Linked DNA regions of Sus scrofa: region 1 is linked to region 2. A link is a contact called in public HiChIP or PLAC-seq data. All regions are on one chromosome and are shown on one strand. Each heading gives the region's core, a stretch centred on a gene start, on an enhancer-like site or on the middle of the called end of the contact. The rest is flanking DNA. Distances are from core to core; before and after follow the strand shown.

The links. HiChIP or PLAC-seq counts read pairs in DNA pulled down with a chosen protein or histone mark.
Region 1: a contact with region 2 is called in an H3K27ac HiChIP or PLAC-seq map of alveolar macrophages. The contact joins two enhancer-like sites. A contact is called at or near these places in 2 of 47 Hi-C or Micro-C datasets (both in embryonic fibroblasts) and 1 of 2 datasets of contacts at active chromatin or transcription factors (alveolar macrophages).

Annotation. Positions count from the first base shown.
Region 1 is chr13:110,321,607-110,325,442 of Sscrofa11.1, reverse strand. All of the region lies in intron 1 of PLD1 (phospholipase D1), which reads left to right. Among named protein-coding and RNA genes, the nearest start is that of PLD1, 53 kb to the left of the region's middle. Within about 2 kb of position 1,777, at least 6 of the 83 cell types and tissues checked have an H3K27ac peak or open chromatin away from gene starts, as enhancers often do. A contact at or near this core is called in alveolar macrophages, where this site is marked.
Region 2 is chr13:110,157,449-110,161,174 of Sscrofa11.1, reverse strand. PLD1 (phospholipase D1) reads left to right here. Exons shown (of 27, transcript NM_001244589.1): 26 at 1,148-1,265; 27 at 3,568-3,726. Among named protein-coding and RNA genes, the nearest start is that of TNIK, 110 kb to the right of the region's middle. Within about 2 kb of position 2,089, at least 2 of the 83 cell types and tissues checked have an H3K27ac peak or open chromatin away from gene starts, as enhancers often do. A contact at or near this core is called in alveolar macrophages, where this site is marked.

The DNA.
Region 1 (3,836 bases), core at 528-3,027, 160 kb before region 2:
AAAAATTTTTGAGGTGATTTGCTAAACTTTAAAGATCCCAGTCCCATCTCTGCCGAGACTGCAGTTGTAAAGTTATGGCTCCACGCCGTCTCAGAATTGCAAAATCGATTGTACTTTATCCCCCCAAGACACAGCTGTACAGCTGTATTATTGCCCGGGCCTCTGCAGATATTTCCTTCAGCAGAAGTCGTCAAAAAAGCAGAGATTGCTATGACTTGCTTAATATATGCCATTATTGCAAATAATATGCTATCATTAATTATTGTATGCTATTAACTTAAATTTAAAGGAAGGCTTTTGTCAATCTGATTGTCGATCTACTTGATGATTTTAAAGGACAATGTTAAGATATTTTACGTGTTGATTTACTTGCTTGTGCTGAGTTGGCAGGGATAAAAGTCTTAAAAACTCACAAAGCTCATTTATGTCTGGTGGGTCTCAGTTTCTGTGTTCCCAAGTGCTTCACAGCCTTTCTTCTACAGATGATAACAAAACAAAATAGCACTGATTAGAAACAGAAATAAACAATGTGGCAGAGGACAAAATAAGAAGGGAAATTCCCTAAAAGCCAGATTTTAGGGTTTTCCCAGAGAATATTCATTACAATAAGTTTCCTCCAAATATGAGGGGGGAAAGACTGTGCAATAGAATGCTGAAAATCTGTAATTTGGAATGGAAGCAAATCTTATTCCTGATTCTAGGCTTGGCACACACATTGCAACTCCTGTTCTCATCTTGCCAGACTGGTTTAGTTTTGCTATATCTCTGCCTTTTGGCTAAAATCAAACAGGGACAGGCATTTTTCCCATTCCCTATCATCTAATTTTAAGTTAAGCTTTGAGCCAATTAATTTTTTTTTTTTTAGGGGCGCACCCCACAGCCTGTGGAGGTTCCCAGGCTAGGGGTCAAATTGGAGCTATAGCTGCCAGCCTATGCTACAGTCACAGCAACACCAGATCCGAGCAGTGTCTGCAACCTACACCACAGCTCATGGCAATGCCAGATCCTTAACCCACTGAGCAAGGCTGGGGATTGAACCTTTATCCTCATGGATGTTAGTCAGATTCATTAACCACTGAGCCACAGTGGGAGCTTGAGAGTCAATTAATTTTTACCCAGCATGCTTTCTTGCTAAGACTCAAGATACTCTGGATTTCTTCTAAATCTCAGATGGCTATGAACATAGTTGATGATCCAGAAGCATGTGATCCTTATTTTCTTTTAAAATGAATCTGAGCTTCGAAGTGGGAGGCAAATCCTTAGGTAAATTATTTCAACATGAATTGGCCCACTCCAAACTCATGAAACATCGGGAAGGTTGAATGTCAGTAGAAGATAAGAACTTGGAGGAAAGAAATCAATAACTAAGAGTCATTGTGCTGTTAGGAGTGGGTTTTCTAAAGACTGATAAACCTTGATAAATACTCGTCTGTTGGCCAGTTCCATTCACACCCCAGAAAGCTGTCATCCCTGCCTTCAGTCTTTGTTTTTGAGGTGCATGTTTTGGGAGCTGTTGGCTTTCAACCTGCAGTTTCTGGTTTTGTCAGATTTGTGTACCCCCCACCTCCCACCTTTACTGGTTCTTGCTCTTAACCTTGCTCATTGAAGATGCTGATATGCCTTGGTCTTGTGCTTACGTATCAGAGAGTGGGCCAGAAAGCAAGGGAGATTGTGATGCCACCCGCTCCGGAAATTCACTATTTTAGTAATGACAGTAAGTGCTAACTTCCCAGAGGGACCACAGAGGCTGAGGTCAGATTCTGCTCCCAGGGCTGTCTGACCATGTACTTCCCCAGGTTCCTCTTTCCTTCTGAAAAACCCAGTTTAAGTTTGACCCTCTGGCATTGCTGGGGGTGATGGGATTCATTCTCCTGGCAGAAGTAGTAGAGGCAGTGGTCAGAGTAATAATATCAACTCACACTCAAAAGGCATTTCCTAAGGGCAGTCCCTGTTGTCAGCCTCTTATTTAATCCTCACATCAACCTTAAGAGGTCAATGGTCTTTATTAGCCCCATTTTACATTTGATAAAACTGTCCCAGGAAGGTTACATAGTTCATCCTAAATCATAGCAACTAGTCAGCAGTCATGGTATTGTGCCTCAGAGGGGTGCTCTGGTGGGAAAAAATGGTACGGGAAGTTGATGTCTTTGGGCAATATAATCCAATCTTTATTATTGATGAGAAGCAACCATGTGAATACTGACATCTGTGCTGCTCTTCTTGCTCAAAGATGCTTCTCTTGACCCACGGTCGGCCCATGAGGCATGTCCTTTGTGTTCTTTTTCCACTGGATGGAAGGTGAGCTTGTGCTCTGCTTTCTCACATGTTCTGCTGGTGACCAGTGACAAGAACCAGTGGCCAGTGGCAGGATATAGAGCTTGCTCATGGTCAGCAAACGAGACCAATGGTGAGCAATCCACATGGAGAATAAGCCCATAGCTTTGAAAACTGTCTTTTAACTACATAAGCTGATCTTGGAACTTTTGAGACTTCTTCAGGCCAAAATAATAAAACCATTAAGGGTAGGAACTTGGATCTTTTGATTGTTTAGCTTTAATTTGCCCTGTATGAGTGTCCTCCTTATTCCTGCCCAGTATGATTTCCTGCTGATAATCAAAGGTCTTGTTATTTTGTCCATGTTTGAAGGCTTTCTGAGACTTAAAGGAAAGCCAAGAATATGAGATATGTATTTCCTTTAAAAACATAAGTGTGTATTTGAAAATGCTGGGCAAATAACTTACTCTAGATTTGCCCAAAACTTAAACATGTGGCAAATATATAAAAATACAGTCATAGGTTAAGGAGTTAAATTTTTAATTTGAAAAAGAAAGAAAAGACATCAATAAGAATCCTGGCCTTTGTATGGGGTAGCACTTTCTCTTCCTAAAACCAATTGAGGAAATTATAAAAGGAAGAGGGCAACAGATTGCAGTTTTCCAGTTAGGTAGGAGTATAAAAAATTTGACCACAAAAGTAGAAATTAAAGTATTATTTATTATCATAAAAAGTTGGAATTAATCAAAACATACAGTGATAGAAGAAAACTGCATGCTGGACCATTATGCAACTATTACAATTTTAATTATGAAAAATTAAGAGTAGGAAGAAATAGTGATGGTAGATCTTTCAGTTAAAACAGTGGATTTCCGACTTCCAGTTGTGCCTGAGCAGTTGACGAACCCGACTAGTATCCATGAGGACTCGGGTTTAATCCCTGGCCTTGCTCAGTGGGTTAAGGATCCTGCATTGCCTTGAGCTGTGGTTTAGGTTGCAGACACAGCTCGGATCCTGCATTGCTGTGACTCTGGTGTAGGCTGGTGGCTACTGCTCCGATTGGACCCCTAGCCTGGGAACCTCCATATGCTGTGGGTGTGGCCCTAAAAAGACAAAAAGACCAAAAACAAACAAACAAAATTCCTGTCTTGGAGTTCCTGTTATTGCTCAGTGGTAATGAATCTGACTAGTATCCATGAGGATGAGGGTTCAATCCCTGGCCTCAATTAGTGGGTTAAGGATCCAGCGTTGCTGTGGCTGTGGTGTAGGCCAGCAGCTGCAGATCCAATTCACCCACAGCCTGGGAACTTCTTTCTGTATGCTGCAAGTGCATCTCTAAAAAGACAAAATACATAAATAAATAAAATAAAATATTCCTGTCTCCATGTGTTTTGTGCTTCTGGAGACAGCAGGTGTGCTTGAGGAGTCATCTTAAGTTAATAGGGATTTAGGAATCGTTTTAAAGGTGACAACTTCTGGCAGTTTTAGTTTTCTTCATATGCTTTCCAGAATATTAATATTTAAAAATGATTCCATTATATTTGAAAACATAAAAACTATTA
Region 2 (3,726 bases), core at 840-3,339:
TTTTTTTCTGCTTTTTAGGGCCGCACCCAAAGCATTCGGAGGTTCCCAGACTAGGGGTGGAATCCGAGCTACAGCTGCCAGCCTACAACACAGCCACAGCAATGCAGGATCCGAGCCATGTCTGCAACTATACCACAGCTCACAGCAACACCAGATCCTTTTTTTTTTTTTTTTTTATTACTCAAATGAATTTATCACATCTGTAGTTGTATAATGATCATAACAATCTGATTTCACAGGATTTCCATCCCACAGCCCAAGCACATCCCCCCACCCCCCAAAAGCAACACCAGATCCTTAACCCACTGAGCGAGGCCAGGGATTGAACCCCCAACCCCATGGTTCCTAGTCAGATTCATTTCCACTGTGCCACAACGGGAACTCCTTAATTAATTCCTTTTGAGGGTGATTCTTTATTCATTGTTGATCTAACCCACCAAATTAAACTTCACCCAGAGAGGCTCCTTGTCTTTTGTATTCATTTCTGTTCCCTAGAGTTCAGCACAGTTCTTGGGCCAAGGGAGGGAAGAGAGAAGAAAGGAAGGGAGTGAGGAAGGAAGGAAGGAAGGAAGGAAGGAAGGAAGGAAAGGAGATCAAGTCTTGGTTAAGAGCACAGGTTTGGGAGCCAGGTGGTCCTGGTTGGAGTCCCCAGTCTACAGTTTACCAGCTGTATGACCTTGAGTGGGTTACTTTACCTCCCTGTGCCTTAGTTCCCTTTTCTATAAAAAGAAAATAATAATAGTTGCTTCTCCATAAAGTTGTTGAGGATTTACTGAGATCGCTTGGAAAGGGCTTGAACACTGGCTGAAACGTGCTTTGAGTACTAATCCTGTTCTCCAAGCTCCTCACTCTCTTAGACCAAATGACAAGGACTCTCTTAGAACAAAATGCAGGTCTTTCTCTAACAGTTAAAACTTTCAAGAATCACAGCAACTTAGTGTTTTATTTTTTTTGCAACTTAGGTCATTTTGGTATAGACATGCAGACACACACTTAGTCTTAATTTTGAAATCTTTGATTTCCTGAGAAAACAGAAAAGGACTTGGTGCTGTGGCTGAGTGCCTGAGTTACTGTAACCATTAGAAACAGTACCTGCAACAAACTGCTTTGTCTCAGTTACTCATTTTGGAGGACACTTGTGTTTCAGGGTTGTCCTAGGCTATCTTTCTGGACCCAGTGAAGACCTTCAGGATCCAGTGAGTGACAAATTCTTCAAGGAGGTATGGGTTTCAACAGCGGCTCGAAATGCTACAATTTATGATAAGGTGAGGTTCACATACCCCCCCCCTTAATTGAATTATATCACAAGGCATATCATTACTATTGGTATAGAGAATTCTTAATGAGTGTAAAAAACCAATACACCTCCAAGTTTGGTCGAATAAAATATTTCTGTGTAAACATTAAAATGACAGAGTCAGGAGTTCCCTGATGGTGCAGTAGGTTAAGGATCTGGCATTGGCACTGCCATGGCGCAGTTTCAATCCCTGGCCCGGGAACTTCCACATGCCGTGAGTGTGGCCAAAACAAAATTAAAAAAAAAAATTAAAGTGTTTAAATAAAAATAAAAAAATGAGTCAAAAAGTACTTATGGATTATGGTTTTAGAAGAGACTTCAGTGGCATTCTGGTCTCAGATTCCAGAATCCCATCTTGAGCATCCTTAGTAGGTGGTTATCCAGCCAGCTTTTGTACTCATTTAGTGACACTGAGGCAGATGGGATCAAAAAACGAATCAGACCTGGGTTCAGCCCAGCTCACTCAGTTGCTGGTGATAGAATTTGTATATGGTAACTTGACATTCCAAGCCTTCCATTCTTTCCCCTCCTATAACTTGGGAGAGGTATTCACTAGATAATGAGGATTAAAAAAAAAAAAAAAAGTTTGTTAAATGTATTTAGTACATAGTAAGTGGTATCCATCCTAATGATGAAGCTTATTAATAATGAGAAAATTTCTTTGTTAGACAGCTCTAATTTTGGAAAGGCATTGTAAAACCAGCTTCATTTGTTAGGGAGGCCAAATGCATCTTCTGGTAAGTTCTGTACGGTGATGATAAACAGTGTGCAAGAATTGAGTCATCCAGTACTGGAACAAGTTACATCATGAACTAGCTAACTTTCCATCATACATGTATTCAAGCTGAGATCCGTTGACCATCATTCAGAAATTGCGTAAGAGTGTGTTCTTCTGGAGTTCCCATCGTGGCTCAGTGGTTAACAAATCCAACTAGGAACCGAGAGGTTGCAGGTTTGGTCCCTGGCCTCGCTCAGTGGGTTAAAGATCGGTGTTGCCATGAGCTGTGGTGTATGTCGCAGACGCAGCTCGGATCCTACGTTGCTGTGGCTGTGGTGTAGGCTGGCGGCTGCAGCTCCATTTAGACCCCTGGTCTGGGAGCCTCCATATGCCGTGGGAGTGGCCCTAGAAAAGGCAAAAAGACAAAAAAAAAAAAAAAGAGTGCATTCTTCTGACTGGCAGAGTCACTTCAGTACAGAAAAATTCATCATTTCTAATGAAACGTGACAAATCTCATAGCCTTATTTCCTACTGAGGACTCAAGGCCATGATTAACTAGGTCGTGTGCATGGAGTCTTTTAAAATGTGATTTTTAAAATGAAGGGCACAGCCTTATTTGGATGATGTATGGGGGGATGATAGCTATAGAAGACATTTGGGGAATAATTGGATAAATCTGAATATGAACCATATTTTAAATGACATGGAATTGATTTTCTGAGGTGTGAGAGTGGTATTGTGGTTATTTAGGTACATGTCCTCATTCTTAAGAAATACATGCTGAATTGGAAGTTCCCACTGTGGCTCAGTGGTAATGAACCAGACTAGTATGCATGAGGAAGCAGGTTTGATCCCTGGCCTCACTCAGTGGGTTAAGGATCCCACATTGTCGTGAGCCATGGTATAGGTTATAGTCACGGCTCGGATTCAGCATTGCTGTGGCTGTGGTGTACGCTGGCAGCTGCAGCTTCAATTTGACCCCTAGCCTGGGAACTTCCATATGCCACGTGTGTGGCCCTAAAGAGGAAAAAAAAAAAATGCTGAAGTTTTCAGGTGTGAAGTGTTACGATGTGTGAAACATTTTCAGTTAGCAAAATACATGTACAATTGACAATTTTAAGTAAAAGTACAAATATGAACATTTTCCAAAATCAAAAGTTAGAGAATATGTACTATACATATTTCCTTCTGGATCAGAACCTCCAGTGAAATTCTGGAGGTGATCATTACTCCCAAAATTAACCTTAAAGTGAAGTATCACACATGAAATTCCTCTCCTCTAGCTTGACTTTATCCCACAGTCAACCCCTTATGTAGATCAGGTATAGGATTTATCTATGTTTTTTTGTTTTGTTTTATTTTTGATGGAAGCAAATCTAGCAGCCTCTTTGTAGCAAATAAAGAAGCAACCCTTCAATCAGGTCTGTGCTATAACATAAAACAAACATGTTTCATAAACAAAAGTTTTGTCTGTTGGAATGAGTGTTTTTCATAAAGAGGACATACTTTCTTTTAAACTTATTATTTGGTTTCCCATTTGCATTTTAATCAGGTGTTCCGGTGCCTTCCCAATGATGAAGTGCACAATTTAATTCAGCTGAGAGACTTTATCAGCAAACCCATATTAGCAAAGGAAGATCCCATTAGAGCTGAGGAGGAACTGAAAAAGATCCGTGGGTTCTTGGTGCAATTCCCCTTTTATTTCTTGTCT